2 separate regions of the Mus musculus genome follow, and region 1 is linked to region 2. Evidence: chromatin contacts called from public HiChIP or PLAC-seq data. All regions are on one chromosome and are shown on one strand. Each heading gives the region's core, a stretch centred on a gene start, on an enhancer-like site or on the middle of the called end of the contact. The rest is flanking DNA. Distances are from core to core; before and after follow the strand shown. Region 1 overlaps Gm38937 (a long non-coding RNA gene). Region 2 overlaps Bcas3 (breast carcinoma amplified sequence 3).

What was found. HiChIP or PLAC-seq counts read pairs in DNA pulled down with a chosen protein or histone mark.
Region 1: a contact with region 2 is called in an H3K27ac HiChIP or PLAC-seq map of T-cell acute lymphoblastic leukemia, with 2.4 times the contacts expected there. The contact joins two enhancer-like sites. A contact is called at or near these places in 2 of 115 datasets of contacts at active chromatin or transcription factors (T-cell acute lymphoblastic leukemia and acute myeloid leukemia).

Annotation. Positions count from the first base shown.
Region 1 is chr11:86,369,789-86,376,387 of GRCm38.p6, reverse strand. The region is part of intron 1 of Gm38937 (a long non-coding RNA gene); the gene reads left to right. Among named protein-coding and RNA genes, the nearest start is that of Gm38937, 11 kb to the left of the region's middle. Within about 2 kb of position 4,562, at least 28 of the 459 cell types and tissues checked have an H3K27ac peak or open chromatin away from gene starts, as enhancers often do. A contact at or near this core is called in T-cell acute lymphoblastic leukemia, where this site is marked.
Region 2 is chr11:85,538,202-85,544,945 of GRCm38.p6, reverse strand. The region is part of intron 16 of Bcas3 (breast carcinoma amplified sequence 3); the gene reads right to left. Among named protein-coding and RNA genes, the nearest start is that of Bcas3os1, 180 kb to the left of the region's middle. Within about 2 kb of position 3,460, at least 13 of the 459 cell types and tissues checked have an H3K27ac peak or open chromatin away from gene starts, as enhancers often do. A contact at or near this core is called in T-cell acute lymphoblastic leukemia, where this site is marked.

The DNA.
Region 1 (6,599 bases), core at 3,313-5,812, 830 kb before region 2:
CCTTGGTTCTTTCTGTTTCTTAGTATTTGTGGTGTGATGTGATTGTGCCGTCTAATTTATATTCTTGAATTGCATTCTTCTGCGCCTCAGAATGTGTTCTTTGCAGAGTTTATTTATGCTTCTCTTGGCTGACACTCATAGAGAGAGATTCATTTTCAAATGTCTGAGCAAAACTGTTTACTTTTTCAGATCAGCTAACACTAGCCAGTGACTAGAAGGGTGGGTATAATGACCAGGCTCACGGTGGTGTTTAACCTTAGCACTCAGCTTTGATTAAATAGCCCATAAAAGCCACGTGTCATAACTCACGTAGTATTTAATCTTTCCAACAACTCTCCATGTCTTCATCTCAGTTTTATAGAGCAGGAAACTAAGACCCAAAAAGAGTAAGTCTGTTGCCAGTGCTTCTAGCAGTGATAGTTAAAGCCAGGATCTCTCTCTCTCTCTCTCTCTCTCTCTCTCTCTCTCTCTCTCTCTCGGCAGGGTTTCTCTGTGTAGCCCTGACTGTCCTGAAACTCACTCTGTAGTCAGGCTGGCTTCAAACTCACTGGGTTAGAGCCAGGAACTTAACCTCACTATCCGTTTCCAGGCTTCCACTACACTCCATTGCTTCTGTTGGTTCCTATTGGATCAGATCTCAGCTTACAACATGGAGAAGCAATGTCCAAACCCCAGGCAGACAGCATAGAGTGTAGACATGAAGAGAATTTTGACTATTCTCTTTTGATAGGATAAAATTGGATCACAAGCCTAAGCAAGGTAGCCTCTTAGAGGGACCAGGCTAGGGCATCTATTACCCTCACTGACCTGGAAGGCTCCTAAGATATAGAACCAATTCAGATAGACAAACAAGGAAACTGAAAAATAGGTAGCAACTCAGGGAGAGAAGGGGCCATAGCTGGAGGAATCCCCGGTGTGGACAACAGTAGCGATTCCCCCATATGAGAATCACAGGCCTAATCTTGTGTTTTTTGCCAAATGTTGTAACAGCTGAGAAAGGATGGAACAGGGAGACTCAGAGCTTAGGCACAGGGGCTCCAGGAGCACAGACATGAGCTCGGACAAACTTGTCTTTCCAGTCGCTGTCATTCATCCTATGCAGGATGCACCGGTGGCCTGATGGGGAGGCATGTGGCTGAGTTGTAAAGGCTGGGCAGGGATTCTGTAGGCTACAGTGTAGAACTTCTCACCTAAGACAATGATGGCTACCTAAATCATAGGAAGTGGATGGACTTCTAGGAGCCAAAATCCTAGACGTTAGAAGCTGAATTTGGAGTTAGGATATATATGAGTGGGGGTGTCACCAAAACAATGAATTAAAATAAACAGTTGCGTAGTAGAAAAAGTATATGCTTTTCTTTTTATTTTTTTTTCTCCAAGACAGGGTTTCTCTGTGTAGCCCTGGCTGTCCTGGAACCCACTGTGTAGACCAGGCTGGCCTCGAACTCAGTGATCTACCTGGCTCTGCCTCCCCAAGTGCTACGATTAAAGGCGTGACCTTTTCTTCCTCTGTCATGTCTTGGTCCTTTGCCAGCTCTCTCCTACTTTACAGAGTAAAACATGTTCTATACTATAGAATCTATAGAAAGCTCATGACTCCTAATTTTCATGCCTCATTTTCTACCCATCATCTGTGTTGTCCTAAGGGTGTCTGCTTGAACCCCTCTGCTAGTCACTCCTGTGTCTGCTCAGTTTGGTTAGGCAATTCACTGAGGTAATCCTCTTGTTCATCTAGTCCAGGTTCAACCCTTGGCTACATTCTGCTGCTTGCGAACTCTCATCCCGATAACTGGCTGTTTATTCTAGGACATCCGGAATCCTTCTTGTAGGTAGGCCCCAGGTGATGTTCCTTTAATTCCACCTTGGAACCAAGAGGCAGAGACCTGTGTTGTGTGAGCCATGTAAACCTCACTGTCGGTCCACCATACTCTTCCCACATGTAATTTCTACTTGCAGAGCAGGGCAGGAAATGATTGTGGCGTAGGACTGAGAACAGGGTGCCTAGGCTTCTCCAAATGACAAACGGGAACACAAGAAAATCCATTTACCCCAAATTCAACTTGAATGTCCTCGACTACAGTTTTAAGAGAAAGCAAGCAAGGCGTTTCTTCCTGTCTTTTGCTTTTTCTTGTATACCAAGCATACCAACTACAACTTTATAGAGGGAGGAATTTTGCCAAAGTGATCACACTTGTTCAAGTCAGTCCCCAGATCAAGAAAGAGGACGCCACCTGCACACAGTCCTTCCATGCCCTGACCACCTGGCTTCTCCTCCCTATATAATATCTGCTTTTCTGATTCCTAACGATTCATTTTTGCCTGGTTTGGGATTTCAAACAAACAAAGTGTACTCTCTGTATTCTTCCTCGTTTATTATTACATTTGTAAGATTCTGCCATGTTGTACACTGCTCTGCTTCCCCGCCCCCTTGTTGTATATTTCATTGTCTGAATACATTACTCTTTATCCACTCCACTGCTTTTGGACGTTTGGGCTGTTTCTCGTTTTTAGCTAGTTTTGTGCTAACTCTCGCTGTGAACATTCTTGTGCATGCCTTTTGATGAACATATGCGTGCATTTTGGTTGGGTCTGAATCTTGGAGTAGAATTCTTGGGTAAAAAGTATATGCATATGTTCCGTTTTAGTAGATACTGCCAAATGGTTTTCCAAAGTTGTAACCAGGAAGCTTTTCTCTCTCTCTCTCTCTTTCTTTCTTTCTTTCTTTCTTTCTTTCTTTCTTTCTTTCTTTCTTTCTCTCTTTCTTTTTGGGACAGTGTCTCATGTAGCCTAGGTTGGCCTCAAATTTACTGCATAGATGAAGCTAGTTCTGAAATCCTGATTCTTCCTAAATTCTTCATCTTCCTGACTCTACCTCCCAAGAGCTAGGATTTACAGGTATACAGCACCAATGCCTGGCTTTTTTCTTTGTTGTTTATTTTTTTATTTGTTTGTTCAGAAGGAGTGAATAGGGCATCATAATAGCACAGGCTGGTGTTGAACTTTGTAAGTAGATGACCTTGAACTCCTTGTCTTGCCTCCTCCCAAGTACTGGGATTACATGTGTGAGCCACCTAAAAGTCTAGAGATTATATACGACATAAACTTCTTGGAAGTAGCAGGAAAGGGGTACAGAGGCAGGCAGGGAGAAATGTGGTCAGTAGTGTCTGCCAGTTTAAAAGTAATTCTTCCAGGCTCAGTGGTTGTAGTCATGGACAACCCTTCCAGAGAGCAGGGGTTCAGTTCCCAGCACTCACATGGTGCTCACAACAGTCTTTAATTGCAGCTTAAAGTCTCAGCAGATCCTATGCCTTCTTCTGACTTCCATGGGCACCAGACATGCACATGCTCCATAGACAAAACATTCATACACATGAAAATATATAAGTAATGATTTTAAAAGAGTAATCCTTCCTTCTACCCTGCCATTAGGATTGAGAGTTGTGTGTGGATTTGTTTGCTTGTTTTGCTTGTTTATTTCACTGGGTTTTGCTATAAAGCCTGTGCTGATCTTTGATTTACAATCTTCCTGCTACCTCAGTCTCTCAAATACCGGGATTTGAGGTGTGTGTCCTCACTTCTGGCTTTGCCACCTTTGTCCTGCTAATTTCTTCCCAACACATGGGACTTGGACAACATCTGCCACCCTGATGGAAGTCTGCAGTTCAAGAACTTTGGATTTAGCTTGGTGATGGTGGCACCTGCCTTTAGTACCAGCGCTCAGGAGGCAGAGGCAGGCAGATCTCCGTGAACTGGAGGCCAGCCTGGTCTACAGAGTAAGGTCCAGGACAGCCAGGACTACACAGAGAAACGCTGTCTCAAAAAGCAACTTCAAAACAAAACAAAGCCGGGCGGTGGTGGTGCACACCTTTAATCCCAGCACTTGGGAGGCAGAGGCAGGCAGATTTCTGAGTTTGAGGCCAGCCTGGTCTACAGAGTGAGTTCCAGGACAGCCAGGGCTATACAGAGAAACCCTGTCTCGAAAAACCAAAAAAAAAAAAAAAAAAAAAAAAAACCAAACAAAAACAAAGACAAAAACAAACAAACAAACAAAAACAAACAAAACAAAAACCTTAGGATTTAGTATGAAGTGTCTTGGCAAAGTAGAAATGAGATCCCAAGTTAGAGGAGTTAGTAAACCACAATTCTGGGCAACAGGTCAAGGGCCAAAGGGCTAAAGGAAAATACAGTGGGAGAAGTGTAGGGTTGACAAAATAAAGGGAGAAATACACATAGCAAGTTGGCATAGAGAGCTTTGAATCCAAGGAGGGGAAGAAATGTGCACACACACACACACACACACACTCACACACACACATACACTCATACACACACATCCACACACTCACACATACACTCATACACACACATATACACTCACACACACATATACGCACACACTCATACACATACACACTCTCTCTCATATATACACACACAAACTCACACACATTCACACAAACACACACACACACACATGCTAGCAGGATGGTAACCGGTCTGTAGTTCACAGCTCACCTTTATGTAGCAGCCTGGGGTAGGATGACAATGGTCAGCCAACTTTAAGAAAAACTGAAAACTACAGAACAAAGTAATCTCGTCCTCCCGACAGCCAACGCTGAGTAAGCCTTGTCTGGAAACTTCCTTTAAACATAATTGCAAACTTCTGGGAACTTGAATGGAGAGGATGGGGGGAGGTGGAGCAGACAGAGTTTTCTGTCAAAGGTCTGATGTTTGTGCAACACATATTTCTCCAGGAACTCTTAATTTGGCGGGACACTTGGAAGACAGCAGCAGTATCCCATAGGATGCCACGGACACCTTGGGTCCTTTCTGTATCTCTCAAGGATTGGGGCGGGGAGGGGGAGCTCACATGCACCTCTGGGAAGCTATTCACCGACTGACTTAGTCAACCACTTCTGGTGTGTAGCCACTTCTCTGCCGGAGTGGGAGAGGGCTTCCTCCCACCTGTTCCATAGTCTAGCCACAAGAAAGGGCAACTCTGGGCCTTGTTTCCTTGGGTGCCTCTAACGGCCCAGAGGTTTCATTCAATTTTGGTTTTCATTTAAACCAAAAAACAACCAAGGTGCTGTGACTTCATAATGTGCCATACTCCGAAACCATCTCTCCTTGTTGGCGACAGGTGACTCCCTCACCCTATCCCTGTAACAGTAAATAACCATTGTGTGACCTTGAACAAGTTATTCAACATCTCTTTTTTCCCATGGGTTTAATGGGAAGAAAAATATCAACCTTTTAGATCTAGTGAAGGTTCAATAAGATGATTTGTACAAGGACCATTTTACAAATTCTCTGTCCTTCTGTCTCTCTACCTCTCTGTCTCTCTTTCTCTGTCTCTCTTTGTCTGTTGTATCTCTGTCTCTCTGTCTCTTGTCTCTGTCTCTGTCTCTCTCCCTCTCTGCCATGACAGGCTTGGCATCTGAACCCTGGCCTGTTCTCAGTTGCAGAGTAGGCTCAGTGTGAAGTCTGACTCAATGGGTGTCCATTTGTCTTCTTGGAGTTCTGTGTTCTTTGTTTTCTATGCCTCTGACTTGGTGAGAGTAGGAAGTGACATGGGTAAAGAGAGAGGGGGATGAGAGTGTGGTGGGAAGTGGGGTGTCTGCAGTTAAGGTAGCATTCTGGGGTTCTTGATCTAATAGTGTCTAATACGATTGCAAACCAACTAGAGTCTTTACCATGGCTAACATTAGAAGTAATTTGATTGTCTAGCTCTACTTAGTGAAAACCACTGTAAAACTTAGTGGCTTAAATTTGTTTTAATTTCTCGTGGTTATAGAGGTTGGTCCTTGGGTGTTCTGTTGGGCAGTCCTACGGGTCTCACTTGGGTTTCTTATGTGCCAAGAGGTGATATCCATGGGGTGGGGGTGAGGTTGGGGGACACTAATGTAGTGGATTTTCAAAAGAAATATTAAGTTCAGTTTTACCTTTAATTGCTATACTTAGTAAGTGTATGCCAGAATTTATCTGCTTTCCATTTCGGTTGTTCTTCCTATATAAGAGACCATCTTCATAAAGCACTTTATGAGAGATTGGGGGGGGGGCCTAGCCCACAGGGCAAGTCATATTCAACACACCGTTTTTCAGCCTTTTGAAAATAATTTTAAAATTAGAAATCATTTAGTTGGAATGGGCACATAGTAGGCATGTGTGTGGAGGTCAGATGACAATGTGCTGGACCTGACTCTTTCCTGTTTGGGTCCCTGAGATCAAACTCAAGTCATTAGATTTGGTGACAAGTTCTTCTCTCCCCCCCTCCATGCAGCCCCAAAGGGGCAGGAAGAGACTTTAATCAGGGGAAGGGAGGGCTCAGCAGAATCAGAGACCTACAGCGAGCGTGGAAGCAGAGGAGCCTGAACAAGCAGGACTCACCTCTGCTCCGGCACGGGCACTATACCCAGTTGGGCAAACCTTGGAGCCTCTCAGCAGGAAGGATGTTGGATGGACACCAGGCAAGCTCTTTTACCTGTGGAGCATCTCTGCATCTCACCAGCACCGTCTCTTCATTTCCATTACTCTGCATGAACACAAACCACATTCTCGTCATTTTTGGTAACTACATGAGATTCCATCATATTAGGTTA
Region 2 (6,744 bases), core at 2,211-4,710:
TACTCTGGCCTGATATGTTCTTAAAAAATAAAGCTAGGTGGACATGCTGGCACATGCCTTCGATCACAGCACTCAGGAAGCTGAGGCAGGAGGATTCTGGTTTATGTAGGAGTTCTAGCAAGGCAGGACTACATGTCTGCTTTTCAGACAGTGTCTACCCCAAGCACTGAAGTCCTCAGGGCAGTTATTATCTATTGAGTGGCTACTATGAACACTGTCATTATGGATAGCAATGCATTTATACATTACATTTCATTACATATATTTATAAAAAAAAACCAGGAAACAGAAAGTTCTAAGTATCTGAGATCACAGTGCTCATAAACGTATAAGCTGACATGTAAGGGCGAGACAGTTCTATTCTAGAACCCAGACTCAGAATTATTAAAGCATTTGATATCAGATTTTTTAACCCATCCTAACTGGTATCTTCAAACGAAACTATGAAATATACTCTGTCTTTTCTAGAGTTATCATGCTTTACGCTGACAACAGAACAGCATGGAAAGATCTGTATCAAAATATGTTTACCTTGCATTTTCTTAAATACCTAATCTATTCAAACAGAGTTCAACAGTCTTTGTGACCAAATAAAATACACTGCGACTTTGCTCTCAATACAGTTGCATTTAAAAACAAACTTCATACCAGTATCAACCAGTGTATCTAAGGAACTTCCTATTAAACATTCTCAACCTGGGGCTAGACATGCCGTGTTACTCACCAGCATGGTGAGAGAATTCTTCTGCCTTCTTTCAAAGCAAAGCAAAGCAAAGCAAATCAAATCTAATTTTTGTTTTGATTCAAGTAAGACCAAAGAAACTGCTTTTTAAAGATTTAAATATGTCTATTTGTCTGGAAACTCGGTGCATCTATCTGTGATCAGGTCATGCAACTGAAAACAAACTATAGAACAGTTATTCTTTGAGAGTACAGCAAATGAATTAGGCATGCGGGACTGAACGGGACTCACCATGGAGCCTTTATGGAAAAACACCCCGCTCCAAAGAGATAAGGCCTTGGTGGAAAAGGGGGGAAAATGCACAAAAAATTAGAGGAAAACTCATTCAACATTAGTAAATAAATGTACATTGTACTGTTATAGAGTATGATAAAAATAACGCAAATTAATATTCATTTGCAATTCTGCCACATATACTGTGATAGAACCAATATATATATATGAGGTACAGAAACAAGGCCCTTAGTTTCCATACAAATGTAGATTTGATTTTTTTCTATTTCTCCCCCTTTTCTGGAGCACCCCTGTGGCACTTCCAGTTTAAAATGAAGTTCATGGCTGAGCCCTTAGACATAAAGTACACATTAATCAGAGGGATGATCAGAGGGAGAATAATACATACTATATGCCACACAAAGTATCCAGTGTCAGCTGAAGACAACTGCACCATGACATGACAATGTGCACCTAGCGGCTGTCTCTCAGCCACACAGTTGTCATACTGCTTATCAGCAGTGAGCTGAGCTGCTTGCTATTCTGTGGATCACTAGCAAAAACAATGGAATGATTTCTAATTCTCGTAACATTCCAGAAAACGAGTACAAGAATACAGCCTCCTCTACCTGACTGCAAGTGGTGATGGTAGACAACGTGTTTAGGGATGCAAAGTCAGAATTCAATGATACATGTATTTCTGCTTAAAATTCCCAGTTATTTAAGACATGCTATGCACAAATAGACCTTGGTGATTTAATTATATTCATAAAAAATTTTTCCTATGGCATCTGACAATTGAAAGACACAAGAAATTGAAGAGGAACACATATTCATAAGCCATGGTTATTTCCTTTTCCAAAACTAGAGACTGGAATATTAAGAAGAAACATAATCCTGCTAATTAGCATTAATTTCCAAACAAACAGAATACATTCCAGAACAAATCAAAGGTTGAGCAAAATGTTCTCATAACAGTGAGCATGATTCTGGGATTCAAAATGCAACAGATACAAAGATAGACATAAACGTGGGCAGTTACTGGAGGGAGGGAGAGAGACAGGAGCATGAACCATGACAATAGGAGAAAGGTAGGGGGAGCTGAGGGGAGAGGGAGAGAGAGGGAGGGGTACACTAACCTGCCCACACTCAGGAAGATTTAAAGGGTTAGTTACAGACACCTGACGCCTTTAATCCCAGCACTCAAGAGGCAGAGACAAGGGGAACTCTGTGAGGCCTCATCTACAAAGTTACATAGAAAAACCAAAAACAGAAACAAAAAACAAAAACAAACAGACAAAGGTGTAGTTAACTGTCCACCCAAGCAGGAAGATCAACAGTGTGGCCTTCCATTGATTTCCCCAGTGACCCACAGAACATTATCTTTTAGCTGCATTAAAATATCACTGTAGGCCAGGTGTGGTGCTCACTCCTTTAATCCCAGCACTCGGGAGGCAGAGGCAGGCGGATTTCTGAGTTCGAGGCCAGCCTGGTCTACAAAGTGAGCTCCAGGACAGCCGGGGCTACGCAGAGAAGTCTTGTCTCGGGAAAAAAAAAATCACTGTAAGTATCAAAATACTGCTGATCTAAATACTGACAGGGCACACTGGATACTCTAATATTCACAGATATACTGCAAAGTAAAGAATTTGAAACTTTGTTTTGAAATTATCCACTCATTCCTCTATAACTCAAGACTTCTTCAAGTGTCAAACAAAACAAAAACAAAAACAAACAAAAATGGAACAAAATCTATCTGTTCCTAACATTTAGAGTTTTAAGTTTCCTGATTTATAAAACAGAAACATACTTCATCCCAAAAAGTGATGAGTAAACTTTAAAACAAACAAACGACCGAACGACAGACCGACCGACCCCCTTGATAATTTCCCAGGAAATTACACCATGTTCCTAGTGTCTCCAGTCATATACTCGCCCACCAGGCACAGTGACACCGAGTGAGCAGACCCTTGGTCAGTATCAGCACAGTGTGGCCTGGCTGCTTTAGTTGAAAGATATCCGGGCCAACAGCTACACAGAAAGGATGATGCCGGGCTGGGGACAGGGTGAGGACCTATGCTGGTATGTAGACCTAGCATGCATCTGACTCTCATTTGCCCACTCCTTGCCCAGTCTGGCAAACTGGAGCTCTGCTACACACATGTGAAAGATCTCCCGACTCCACAGGCACAGGGACTCACATCACTGCCGACTGAGGGTAGTGCCAGCTGCACTTTTAAAATGCTGCTGCTTAATCTTTCTTCAAGAGCAAAAGAATGAAAAAATGAAGTCACAAAGTCCGGGTCCATGATGCAGCTGTCTTCACCTGTGATTGTCCTCACACACCCGCCTCTGAAAGCCACAGCTGTGGTTCCCACTGAAGTGCAGGAAGGGAGGAGATCACAGAGTGAACTAGTGGGAGTGTTGGGTGGAATAAAGAAAGTCACAAGTCAGCTCAGAGCAGTAGAGACAGCTCTGAAGAATCTGCAGTCACTATCAGTTTTTCAGCCTTAACAATCTCATCACAGAAAACAGGCTCCATGTCATAACATGTTCCTGTGGGTCTGAATTCCAACCGACAAACCGAAAGGAAAAATAACTATTCAATGAATGAAAAACCCAGCAGTGGTTATTAGAGAAGTATAATCCTTTAGAAACTAATATAAAATTACCTATTAATTCTAACTCAGAGAATCTCACAAACGGTAATGAACAGTACTTTAAAGAGAGGCTGGAGGGGTTGTTCAGTGGTTAGAGAACTACTGTTCTTCCTGGGGACTTGGGTTCAGCACTCACAGCGGCTCGAAGCTGCCTATAACTCCAGTTCCAACAGATCTCATTTGAACATAATCCTCTATAACCTGGTTTCAGTGGTAAAAGGTAACTATTAAGATTTGATCAGTAATCAACGTGGCTTTCTATGTTTCCTAGGCTGGTTTCAAGTTTGTGATCCTTCTGTCTCAGCTTCCTGAGTTCTGAGACTACAGAGTGTACTACCAGCCTACCCAAGCCTGTCTGTCCCACTTCAGAGCTAAAGCAGCAACTGGAATTTACAAGATGAATCTATACACATACCCCATCGTGCTATTCTTTAGCTGATCAAGTTCTGTAATCAACTGAAAAAGCAGGGCTTACAATGATGTAATGATCAGCACACAGAGGTGAAGGGTAAACAGAAGGGAAAGGCTAGAAAACTCTAGCACGACACTTCAGTGACATGGTACTTAAAGCGTCTACTGCCTCTGTGTACCTTCTCTTAAGCAAATGATGTGACCAAATACTTCCTCTCTCAGTCCTGCAAATTAGCCCCAACATTTAATTTGTTCATTAATGGAATTTTAATTTCTCCCTAGCAGACAGGTCTATGGCATTGGTGGTTTTCAATCTGCAGATCTGTAAGACAAACTGAAGCCGAACCAGACAGCTGACTAATTTGAGACATATTTGGCATGCCAATTTAAATTACAAACTCAAGATGTAAAAGATTTTCATTAGAAAAAGATAGATAATGTTGAAGTTCTTCCATATGCAACAGAAGAGAGACTAGCATAGCATAAATAATGTCAAACTTCTGTCGACTGCTATGCCTGCTGACTTTCAATATGGTATATAGTAGACTTCTTTCAAATAAGGAATCCCCAGATTTACAGCAAAATGCAATAAACTATCGTATGGTTTAAGTACTCTACTTATTTGGCGCAAAAACTAGAAACTGAAACTATGGTAAATACATTACACATGTAGACAAAGCACACACACTCAAATGAACACACACTCTATTATTTTATATCGGGAACCAAACACACAGAGTTTAATTAAGCAACTAATGGCTACAGAAGAAAAAGATAGAGGTGGCAAATTTCCATAGCTATGATATCCAGGAGACTTTTGTCAGCTCTTCCATCCTTACTTCTCTGAACTTGGCTTGTAAGGTTCCAGGCTCAGATGCAAAGGTCAAGGTGAACTGAATTGAACTGAATCAAAATAAGGAATGGACTTTTTCATTTATTAGATGAAAATGTCATTTACTGTGAAAAGAAGAATTAATGATAAACCTGCCTTACAAATATCAACTTGAGATGTTCAAATAAATGCTATTAAGTGCTTCAATGTATGTGAGAACCACACACCTGTTTACTAAGCGTGGTTCACCAGTCAGGTTTACACGAGGCAATGAGATCAAGAGCCTACATCCACACACTGGCATTCTCGTCATATGAGAAAACTTGCTTAGGACATGGATAATAAGCCCAAGTGCAACACCAGAAGCCAAAGCTACCCAATACTCACTCTGTTTTACAAGGACAGGGCCCCAGGTTTCCAGACACTCACAGAGCAATGAGTACATGGGGGGTGGGGTTGGGGGGGGAGGCAAAACTGGATCATTAAGAATAAGTCATACTTCTGGTCACTTCCAACAGGGTCGAGCTAACTACAAGTAAGGAATAACTTCACTATCAATCTTTATGCCTTCATCCCTGAAAACTGTTCAACCTCATTCTAGCATCTTCTGTTCTCCTCCTGTGACCAAAGGATTTCCATATATCATGTTAGACATAAAGAAAATATATCTTAATTATTACTCAGCATTTAGATTTTTTCTCATTTGATACAACTGAAACAAATGACTGTGAAATGCTGCTCATATATTCTACCGCAAAAAAATCTAACCCCCAAACAACAATCCCTAATGCTGATTCCCATTTAATGGAGAACCTTCCTTCCTACCTACCTTCCTTCCTTCCTTCCTTCCTTCCTTCCTTCCTTCCTTCCTTCCTACCTTCCTACCTTCCTTCCTTCCTTCCTTCCCTCCCTCCCTCCCTCCCTCCCTCCCTCCCTCCCTCCCTCCCATTCTTCCTCTCATCCTTTCTTCCTTCCCTGTGGTGCACAGAACTGAACACAGAGACTCATACATGCAAGGAAAATGCCATTCCACTGAACTCAAGGTTTTCTTCTTTATTGAGCTCTATTAAAACCCGGTGATGTGGTGAGGGGCTTTCCAGTCCGCCTGTATTATACCAACAGAAAATGGACTCTGTTTACATGAGTGTTCTCTGAAGCCAAATAATTCCTTGCACTGCTTTTGCCTTCGTCCAAGCTCAGCCTCAGAGCTAAGCAGCAGCTGTTGCCATCAGAGGCTGTCCTTCCTCCAAGAGATGCTGCGAGGTATTCAACAGGAAGGTGTAAATACAGCTGTCTTCTGCCATTTGTAGTTATACTGGCCTCATGTGTGCAGAGAAGTGAGACAGATGGTCCCCAACACTGCACAGGCTTTCAGGGACATGGATTTGCAAAAATAAAAGGGCAGATGTTAAGTGTGGTAAAGACCTATTTTGTACCCTGAAGAGTTAAGCTGAGGTTTGTACGTCAACTTGGATGTCTGAACTCTTGAGTCCTAGGCACTCTTCATAATTCTGCACAAAATTCTAATACTTTGTGGCTATCTTATGCCTTCACACAAAATACCAACACAGGACAAATGGCAGGTGCTCCAGGAAACAACAATAACATTACCAGGAGTATCTGAAAGTCACAGCATTTACAGGGCTGCAATAGGTGAGCTCTGAGTGGTCTTTGTAAATCATCTATGGGACCATTTCTTGTTAGTTCTTCTAAAAGCACTAGGAAGGCACAGGTGATTCAGCATTTTAGGAATGAAGAAAATTGGAAAATAAAAACTCTGCTCGCTTATTACAGTGGTTACCTTCATGAGAAAAATCAAATTTCCCAGTAAATAAAACAAAATGGGGTAGAAATAATTAAGGTTAAATAGCCAGCTGCAATGTTGA